Regions from separate parts of the Sus scrofa genome. Here region 1 is linked to region 2. Evidence: chromatin contacts called from public promoter capture Hi-C data. All regions are on one chromosome and are shown on one strand. The core of a region is the stretch at or near the end of the contact, and the rest is flanking DNA. Distances in the headings are between cores, read along the strand shown.

What was found. Promoter capture Hi-C pulls out the DNA fragments that hold promoters and counts their contacts.
Region 1: a contact with region 2 is called in a promoter capture Hi-C map of liver, with 20 times the contacts expected there. A contact is called at or near these places in 5 of 5 promoter capture datasets (fetal liver, fetal skeletal muscle, liver and 1 more), 28 of 47 Hi-C or Micro-C datasets (adipose tissue, alveolar macrophages, blood and 15 more) and 2 of 2 datasets of targeted methods (alveolar macrophages and skeletal muscle).

Annotation. Positions count from the first base shown.
Region 1 is chr3:26,604,210-26,609,877 of Sscrofa11.1, forward strand. No RefSeq gene overlaps it. Among named protein-coding and RNA genes, the nearest start is that of SMG1, 47 kb to the right of the region's middle.
Region 2 is chr3:26,443,634-26,448,858 of Sscrofa11.1, forward strand. It overlaps SYT17 (synaptotagmin-17), which reads left to right and starts at 3,670. Exons shown (of 12, transcript XM_021086545.1): 1 at 3,670-4,102. The coding sequence starts at 4,088.

The DNA of each region.
Region 1 (5,668 bases), core at 1,567-4,066, 160 kb after region 2:
AAAAATTAGATTTTCAAAAACAGTCCCTCACTGCTTGAAAACCACAGCAGATTACTCAACCCCTAATGCCATAAATCACTGCATCATATAGACTTCAAGGACCCTTCGGAATTCCCTAGTAGCCAAGCTGTTAAGGATTCAGCGCTGCCACGGCTGCGGTGTGGGTTCCATCTCTGGCCCAGGAACTTCGGCATGCTGTGAGTGCAGTCAGGAAAAAACGGGGGTGGGCGAAGGATGGAAAGAGTATCCATAATTTCCGCACCTGCTGAAACACAGGGCAATAACGGGATATGAGCTCCAGGATATACACTCTGGAAATTTCTCTACCCTATTATACGCTAAAGTCTAGCAAGTTCCCCAAGACTGTACTAGACTGCAAGCTCCAGCAGGACAGGGACCCACCTGACACTTTCTCTAACAGTCTGCCACACCGTGGGTGCTCCTAGAAAAGACCCATTGGTGTTCAGGTTGTACCACCATCCTCCCTGTGGCAGGGGCAGGCACATCTGAGCAAGTGGCAAGTCTGAGCCAATCCAGCTGTAGTTTGACTTTCTGACCCACTGATTGGGCCAAGGTGTTGTCATGTGACTCAAAACGAACCAATCACAGACCTCCCCTAGCCTTGCGGAAACTGGAGCTACTTTGAGAGGGCTTGCCCAGCAATGCTTGCTTCCAGCAACTCATGAAATTACAAAAATAAATCCATTTTGAATGTCCCCATTTGAGAATAATTATTTGCTAAGCACTTATTATACACTGGGCATTATGCTGTATATCTCTCGATAACATTGCAAGATAGATACATTTTTTGGTCCCCACTTTAAAAAAAAAAAAATTAAGATTTACCAGAAGTTAAGCAATTTTCCCAGGGTCAAATAGCCAGTAAGTGCCCAAATTTGGAATCAAGTTTAGATGTTTTTCACTCCAAAGTTCAAACTCTTAATTAATGGCTAACCTGATTCTCATCTATGCTGCTCTAAACAAACTCCCAGTTCATTATGATTTCTTAGAAAACACCATTTTTAAAAATGGCTACATATTTTTTATCTTATGGATGTGGTATGCTTTAAGTAATCCCCAATGGTTGACTATTTAGAAATATTCTCAATATATGCCATTATAAATGACATTTCATTCTAAATCTAAATCAACAAATTATGGCCTTATGGGCCAAATCCAGCCCTCAGCCTATTTTGTAAATAAAATTCTATTGTTACACCCATTCTTTTCCTTCTTATCCACCACTGCTATCCTAGCAGAGCTGAGTAGTTGCAAGAGAGATTATATGTCCCCAAAGCATCAAATAATTATGATCTGGCTTTTTACAGAAAAGATTTGTCAATCTCGGAGTTCCTGTCCTGGCTCAGCAGTTAGAGGACACGGGTTTGATCCCTGGCCTCGATCAGTGGGTTAAGGATCCAGCATTGCAATGAGCTGTGGTGTGGGTCTCAGACAAGGCTCAGATCTGGCATTGCTATGGCTCTGATGTAGGCCAGCGGCTGCTATAGCCCAGGGATCTCCATATGCCTCGGGTGTGGCCTAAAAAGACAAAAATACCAAAAAAAAAGAAAAGAAAAGATTTGTCAATCTCTATTGTAAATATTTGTCTAGACTGTTGATAATATCCTTGGGATTGACACATAGAAAGTCAAGCCAAATTGTTTACCAGAAAAATGTGGCAGGGGTTTGGTTTTGTCAGCACCCGCAGCATATGGGAGTTCCCAGGCCAAGGACTGCAGCTGCAACCTATGCCACAGCTCTGGCAACACCATATCCAAAACCCACTGCACCACAGTGGGAACCCCCAGAAAACTGGGTTTTTGAATAACATTGCCACCAGGAGCTTGTTTGAAGTGTCCATTTTTCATACCTTCCACTTTTGCAGGCCATGCAAAAACAGATGTCAAGATATTCCACCGGTTCTAGGTACTGGAGAAACAGCAGTGACCAGAAGGCACGAGCTGCTGCCCTCATGGAGCCTGTAACCTACTAAAGGTGTGAGGAGATACAATAAATTCCTTGACAAGTAGATATATCAATATACATACAAATGGTGATCGGTCCTGTGACTAACGCTAAAGTGGTTAAGCGGGTGGTGACTATGAGCAGGGTGAGTGGGTGCTGGTTGGCACAGCCTGGCCCTGATCAGATGACATTTGAGCAGAGACCTTAACGGAACAACATTCCAGGTGGAGGAAAAAGCGAATGCAATGAACGTGGTCTTTTCAGAATTCATGGGGAAAATGGTTATCTTAACATCCACAGTAGAGTCAGGCGGTGGCATAGATAATTTCACAGAACCTGTAGGTCCGAAGTCATAGCTATTTGCCTTTGATGTCCCTTGTCCATATGTGATGGTAGCAGCTGATTTGCTTTGAAATTAGGTTGTTCTAAAGTTATCACTAAAATTAGTTTTCATTTCCTAAGTAAACAGCAGCTGGCAGTACATTTGGGGGTGGAGACCAGTGAGCTGGGGAGAAGAGAAGAATCATCAGAAGTTTTGTATTTGCCAAGGGAGGAGCGGCACGTATCGGGGGGCTGAGGGGGTGTAGGTGTTCCAGACCCCACGGGCCAAGTGTCTGCTTAATCAGTAAGAAGTAAGAAACCTCACTGTCATCCGAGGTCCTTCCCTTCCTCTCATCCCCCTCATTCATTCAACTGCTGAATCCTGTTACAGCTCAGAAAGAGCCCTTGATGCTGGCACCTTGTCTCCCTCATCCTTGTGAGGGCTGGGATGGAGAAGGCTAGCTGTCCCTCCTGACTAATCTCACCTTCCTTCCCGAAGGCATGGCCAACCAGAATGAAGACTACATTTCGCAGCCTCCTTTGCTTCAGGTGTGGCCATGTGACTGAGTTCCGACCTATGACGTGGCAGCAGAGGTAATGTATGCAGTTTCCAGTTTGTGCTCTTAAAGGCGAGGAGCTTGTCTTCCACTCACCTTCCCTCTTCCTCTCTCTAGCTGGAATGTAGATACGCAGGCAGGTTTTTGAACCCTAAGGTGGAAGCTGTGTTGAGAATGCAAAACAAGATGGAAGAAGCCCAACAATAAAAAAGTACAATTTAATTTAATTTTAAAAGAGAGAGAGAGAAAAAAAGAAGCAGCAGCAGCCCAAGTCCCACAATCCCAGCCCTAGACCTCCAACATGGACTGTTATGTGAAAGAGAAACAAACATCTTATTCTAAGTTCACTTTGTTACAGAAGCCTAAGCATCTCACTCTCTCAGCAGTTACATTATTACTCCCAAATGGATCTGCTGCTTCTAATCTCTCACCTTTCTCTCCATCTCCTGGAGTTACTGCCAGCAGCAGCAGCAGCAGCAGCAGCAGCAGCAGCAGCAGCAGCAGCAGCAGCAGCAGCAGCAGCATCCTAAAAGGCAAACTGATCGTGTCACACCCCTGTAATAACAAAACGTGTTGGTTCCCAATGAAGATTGTTTTTCTTTCTTTCTTTCTTTGTTTTTTTGGGTTTTTTTGTTTTAATTTGCTTTTTAGGACTGCACCCTTGGCAAATGGAGGTTCCTAGGCTAGGGGACGATTAGGAGCTGTAGCTGCCGGCCTATGCCACAGCCACAGCAATGTGGGATCTGAGCCACATCTACGACCTACCCCACAGCTCACGGCAACACCAGATCCTTAACCCGCTGAGTGAGGCCAGGGATTGAACCAGCAACCTCAGGGTTACTAGTCAGATTCGTTCCTGCTTCTCCACAATGGGAACTTCCCAAATTAAAATTCTTTTACTTGGCTTCCATGGGCCTCAGAACTCTAGCCCAAGCTGCATTTTCTTTTCTTTCTTTTTTTGGCCTTTTCTTTTTTTTAGGGGGGTGGAATGCTGCACCTGAGGCATATGGAGGTTCCCAGGCTAGGTGTTGAATTGGAGCTGCAGCTGCTGGCCTCCACCACAACCACAGCAACTTGGGATCTAAGCCACATCTGCAACTTACACCACAGCTCACCCCAATGCTGGAGGATCCTTAACCCACTGAGTGAGTCCAGGGATTGAGCCTGCATCTTCATGGGTACTAATCAGGTCATAATCCACTGAGGCACAACAGGAACTCCCTTATCCAGCCTTTCCATAACTGCTCCAAGATCAACAGCTGTGTTAAGGCATCGAGAGGCTGAAGGACTAGGCTTGGCTGCTCTGTGAACTGACTGCCCTTGGCATTGGGGAAGGGTAGAGGGGGCTTGAAAGATGACTTAGTCATCTCAGAACAAAAAACAACCCATATCTTATAAATCAACTCTACTCAATAAAACTTCTCAAAAAAAAATCCCAGGGGGCAAAAACAAAGAAAAAACAATTCATTGTATTCAAGACCAACACAACCTCTCAGCCTGGTCACCTCCTAGAGATCCAGCGCCCACCACAGGCTGGTGTCTGTGCATCAGTAGAGGACTAACCAGCTGGCTAAAGAGAGGCCCAGTGCCCCTGAAGTAGTATACATGCGATAGTGCACCTAGTGGTTGAGGGCACAGCTCCTGGAGTTGAAGTCCTAGCAGAGGAGTTCCTGTCATGGTGCAGTGGTGACAAATCTGACTAGGAACCAGGAGGTTGCCGGTTCGATCCCTGGCCTCGCTCAGTGGGTTAAGGATCCGGCATTGCCATGAGCTGTGGTGTAGGTCGCAGATGTGGCTCAGATCCGGTGCTGCTGTGGCTGTGGCGTAGGCCGGCATCTGCAGCTCTGATTCAAACCCTAGCTTGGGTACCTCCATATGCCATGGATGTGGCCCTAAAAAAAAAAGTCCCAGCAAAGGTTAACCAACTGTGCCTACAAGCCAAATCTGTCCTGTTAAAAGTGTTTTTGTAAATAAAGTTTATTGGGACACAGGCATGCCCATTCTTGTGCATATTCTCTATGACTGAATTCCTGCTAAAGACTGTTGGGTAATCCTGCAGATGCTTGACCCAAAACGTTAAAATATTTTCCATTGGGCCCTTTATAGAAAAGAATCGATGACCCCTGAACTAGAGGATTTCTTAATTAAATAGACTTCATGTCCCTCATCTGACACAAGAGAGAATACAGCCTTTTTTTGTCCCAAGATTTTGTTGAATGAGCCACAACTGATCAAACACAGTCCCTTTAATCTCCTGTAAGCGTGTGATCAGCTATAATGTTATAGCCTCAGCAATAGCAAATCCAACTAGTATCTATGAGGTTTGATCCCTGGCCTCCCTCAGTGAGTTAAGGATCTGGCATTGCTGTGGCTGTGGTGTAGGCTGGCAGCTACAGCTCTGATTTGACCCCTAGCCTGGGGAATTTATAGACAGTAATGAAATTAACCCCAACTAAGATTTTTGGTTTTTTCCTAGCTAGTCTCATATCTAAATTAGCAATCTTATTTCTTTTCTTTTCTTTCTTTTCTTTTTCTTTTTTAGGGCCGCACCTGCAGCATATGGAAGTTCCTGGGCTAGGGGTCGAACTGAAGTCACAGCTGGGGCTTACACCACAGCTGCAGCAATACCGGATCCAAGCTGCATCTGAAACTGATGCTGCAGCAATGCCTGATCCTTAACCCACTGAGGGAGGCCAGGGATTGAACACCCACATCCTCGTGGAGGCAACATGGGGTCCCTAACCTGCTGAGCCACAAAGGGAACCCAGAAATCTTATTTCTTGAATTTTTTCCATGACTGATAAATTTTTGTCCCTCAGATACCC
Region 2 (5,225 bases), core at 2,420-4,919:
CTGCGTATTGGGCATCTCCATCTGAGTGTTCCACTGCCATGTCTTTTCTCTCTCTCTTTTTTTTTTTAATTAAAAAAAAATTTTTTTTAGGGTCGCTCCCACAGCATATGGAAGTTTTCGGCCTGGGGTCATATCGAAGTTGCAGCTGCCGGCCTATGCCACAGGTACAGCAATGCCAGATCTGAGTTTCGTCTGTGACCTACACCACAGCTCACAGTAATGCCAGATCCTTAACCCACTGAGCAAGGCCAGGGATCAAACCCACATCCTCATGGATCCTAGTCAGATTCCTTACCACTGAGCCACGGCAGGAGCGCCCAGGAATCTCATTCTTAGAGAAATGCTCCCTGCTGCCTTCCCCACCCCCCAGCCCCGTCCTTGTGGGGCATGTCTGGTCGTCCGGTCCAGGCTGACTCAAGCAAAGCGCTGGGTCCTCGGGACATAGTGCTTAGTCCAGAGGTAGGCACATGACCTCATCGGGACCAATTAGAATTGTTCCCTAGGATGTCATACAAAGTTTCTTTTCCATTTGGAGGGTCAACGTTTAAACTATAAGCTCAAGACACGAGTGGCCATTTTTCTGCCACATGAAGCAAACCTACTTCAGGGGGGAAGAATCCAGTGTTCAGAGGGAAAAGCCGTGAAGGAGAGAGAGATGCGGAAAGAGTCCTCAGGACTTCATTGCATCCCTAAATCCAGCCACGACTATGGAATTCGCCCTTGGTCTTGCAGGTGAATGAGCCCGTCGGCTCTTTTCTGCTCACTGGATGGAACTGACTTTTTTTTAGGAGCCCTAGACAATACATGTCGGAGGGTTCCCAAACACAGAACCCCATCTCCTCCCGCAGCAACCCTGCCCTCAGCCAGCCTCCCCTGTCATCACTGCTTATTCAGGTCCAGCCATGGAGTCATTGCCTTGACCTTGGTTCAGTCTCACATCTCTTCTTACCTGGACTGCTGCAGCATCCTCCCTGCTTCAGGCTTGTCTGCTCCCCACCCAAAGGCAGACAGACAGATACACAGACACACAGACACACAGACACACACACACACACACATCAAAATCTTTCTCAGCCTGACCTGCTTTTCTATGGGGTAACCAAGGAAACTGGGGGGGCATTCGGCCCCTCCTACCTGTTAAACCTCACCTGGCACCACCCTCTCCTAGACACCTACCTGGAGTTCCCACTCTCAGCTCTAAGCTAATGCGCATGCTCCCTCCAGGGGTTCTTAACCCTTTCTCTTCCATGGACCTTCTACTAGTCTGTGGAAGCCTCTAGACCCCACCTCAGAATAATATCTTTTCTTTTTCTTTTTTTGCTTATTGCTTTTTGGGGGCAGCTCCTGTGGCATATGGAGGTTCCCAGGCTAGGGGTTGAATCGGAGCTATTGCTGCCAGCCTATACCACAGCCACAGCAACACCAGATCCAAGCCGCATCTGCAACCTACACCACAGCTCACAGCAATGCCGGATCCTTAACCCACAGAGCGAGGCTAGGGATCGAACCTGCGTCCTCGTGGATACTAGTTGGCTTCGTTTCCACTGTGCACTGATGGGAACTCCAGAATAATGTCTTTGCAATCATACAGTAGGATACATAGAATTATAATGAAGTTCTAATAGATTGATACACATTATCGAAAACACTAAAAGCAATTTAAATTTAAATATGGTAATAACATATATACTTCTTCCTTAATACATTAAATAGAAAATTTAGTGGGCGGAGCCTAATGTGCAATTTTCAAGCAGTAAAGCGCGTAAATGAAATGTCAAGCTATATGCAGCAACTGTAATGCGATGGGAATACACATATGATTTCTCTTGGTGACCAAGTCCCAGATAAGTGAGCATGGAGATGTAACTTTACGATTTCTAAGACCGTGCTCTCCCCCCCACCCCATGAAGCACCACTGGGTCTAGAAGAATCTTCTCCTTATCTTCAGTTCTTTGGAAAGGTCACCCCTCAAGAAGCCTTCTCTGAGCCTCACGGGAGAAGTGTAGTTGATTTAAAATGTCGTGATTTCCACTGTACAACAAAGTGATCTGGTTTTACATGGACACACACCCATTCTCTTTCAGACTCTTTTCCCACATGGATTGTCACAGAATATCGATCGGATAGAGTTCCCTGTGCTATACAGGAGGTCCCTGTTGGCTGGTCATTCCATATACCTCAGGGTCCACATGCCAGTCCCCAAACCCCTGTCCACCCCCCCCAACCTGTCCCCTTTGGTCGCCACAAGTTTGTTTTCAAAGTCTGTGAGTCTGTTTCTGTGGTGCAAATAAGTTCATTTGTATCCTTTTTTTCCTCCACATACAGGTGATATCATAGGATGTCTGTCTTTCATTGTCTAACTCCACTTAGTATGGTAATCTCTTGGCCCATCCATGTGGCTGTACAAGGCATTATTTCATTCTTTTTTATGGTGGAGCAGAATTTCACTGGGTGTGTCTCACATCTTCTTGATCCATTCCTCTGGTGATGGCCCTTATACGTTGGTTCCATGTCTTGGCTACTGCGAATAGGGCTGCAAATGAACACTGAGGTCCATGTGTCTTTTTAAAGTATGGTTTTCTCCAGCGCGATGCCAAAAACATTTACTGAGTGCCCATGCTGGTCAGGCACCTACCTGGAGATACAGAAGGGAGGAAGGTGGAGGACAAAATGAAGTAACGCCTGTGAAGGACTGAGCACATGCCTGCGAAATCATAACTGCTCACATGTGTTACATGCCACGCGCTACAAATGAAATATTGTATCACACTTAGAAATGTATATGTATGCTAGATATTTACACAAAATGTTTATACGGATGTATGGTACATCTTTCGTGTATGACTTTCACATTCATTTCCCCTTTCACGCCCACAAAACAGCCCCGGAGGATGGGCAGGGCAGAGGTTTTATGCATTTTTTACTGATGAAAAGACAAGCGCTGGAGGTTAAAAGGTTGGCAAACTGGTGACTGGCAACTGGCGATACCACAGCGTTTTAAAAAGAGAACCGGCGCAGGGCAAGGTTCCATCCCACATCCCTCAGTGGATAGCCAGCCCCAACTCTGTGGTCTTGGGGTGCGAGGACCGGTTCGGGGGCAGGCCTCCAGGCCCCGGGACGATCCAGCCACGCGGGCGGGCAGCCAGGATGGCAATCGGGTGGACACGCCCCGGGGGCGCACGCTCTCCGACGCGGAGCTTCGAGCGGGCAGAGACGCGCAGTACGCGGGGCGCGACGCTGGGTGGCGCTGCTGGGCCGCCCCGCGCCAGACCTGTTGCGCCCTGGGCGCAAGTCGGGCAGATAGATTTAGGGTAAAGGGACGCTCCGATCTTGCCGCGCGCCCCTGCCGCCGGGCTGCGGCACCTCTCTGGGGGCGCCCTAGGCCCCACGTTATCTTGAGGTTCCCATTCGTTTAGAACTGCCTCACCGCAGCAGTTCTAGGCGCGTCGGGTGGGGCGGGAATAAAGTTTTTCCAACCTGGTCTGGGAGAGGGCTGGTTGGGGAGGACCCTCCCAGCTCTAGACTCCACGGCGGGCTGGACCGTGCCCTTTCAGCTTCACGGCTGCCCCGGGGGCCCTGCTCTCGGTAGGTGCCAGCCCCGGTGCCGACCGGATGGACTGACCTGCGCACCGCCCCCTCCCACCCTCTTCCCCATCCCGGTCCCCTCCCCCGCCTCTGGCGCGCACGGGCCCCAGCGTCTCCGGCCCCGCCTGCGCCGGGGTCGCTGCAGTCCCCGCGGCTGCCCCGGGCTCCCTCCTCAGGCGCTCCGGCCTTAATCCAGCCTGGGCAGCGCCTCGGGGGGAGTGCGGGACCGCGAGGGAGGCCGAGGCGGGGACCCTGGGCGCCCGAGCTTTCCCAACCTGGGAGGCGGCCCCGACTCCAGGAGCCAGAACGCAGGGGAAGGCAAGGACGGGGCGGCCGGCAGAGGGGCGGGCGCCGCTCATCAGCCACGCCAGTCACGTCTGGGGCCACCCGGCTGCCTTTTTCTTCTTCTTCCCCTTTGCTTTCTCCCCTCTCCCCGGTTGGCGAGGGCAAAGTGGCCGTGGCGGCGCCATGCCCGGGCCGGAGTGAGTGCGCGCGGGCGAAAATGGCGTACATCCAGGTAGGGCTGAGGCCGGGGGGCCAGGTCCGCGGTGTGGGTGGGGGGGTGCCGCGCCCCCTCCGGCTGTGAGCGCGTGGAAGGGAGGGCACACGGCTGGGCTGCCACAAACTTGCCTGGAGAAAAAGGGTGCCCGAGCGCGGGCAACCTGTGTAGCAGCGGGGGTGCGCCCCAGGAGAAGAGGCTGGGGACCCCCACACCCCGGCGCGAAGGGCCCCAAGTGGACTCGGCACGCGCGCCCTCGCCTCCTGGGTTGGGAATGGGGGGGTGGGGCGGACTTTACCCCCCTTCCCCCATCCCTCCCCTGGCGCACCCCACCCCAGGGGAGGGGCCGCGGGGAGGGCGGCCCGGGGCGCGCCAGCCACCCGGCCCGCCAGCTGCCGTTGCCTTGGTGACGGCTCCGGCTAATTGGCCGGCGGAGCGAGCCTGAGGCAGCTGTTCCGGCCAGGAGGGACGAGGACGTCGTCTCTCCCGGTCACTGGGTGCTGAGGGGTGGGGACACAGCAGAGGCACGCTGGTTGTGTTGGGGGGGGCAGCCGATTACTTTAGGCCGTTGCCTTGGGGTCTTGGGAGTTGTGGATCCCCATCATCTGGGGGACACCCCCCAAGCATCCTTAGGCAGAAATAATTTCCAAGTGCCCCTTTTGGGGGGCTGCGGACTAAGAGACCTTTTGCCTCAATACAAGGGGGGAAGTGGCGACGTGTCAGCGCCAAGGTCACCGCTGTCAGACCCGCTGGAGCTGCTTGCTTCTGAGATTGGGTCCTCTACGCCTGGCAGAGAAACCTACAGGCTCCCACATTCAAGGTCCATCTGGACTCTCTTCGCCCCTTGGTTACAGCTGGGGGGCTGCTGGTCCCCTCCTTCCTCTTTGGCCCACATCTCCCCTCATCTTGTCCTTAGACTTTTCCAGCTGCCAGGAACTCTGTCCTCTGCCACCTGGCTCTGGCCTCCCCATCCCTCTCCTGGCTTAGATTCGCTCCACGGACTTACCTTTCACCGAATCCCTAGGTCATCTTTTCAAGTTTAGCGAAGGTCACATATACTGTTCACCTACTGTGTGGCTGTTGTTGGGAGGGATGACTATTCAACAGTGGCTCAGCAAACACTTGGGTGACCACACACAGC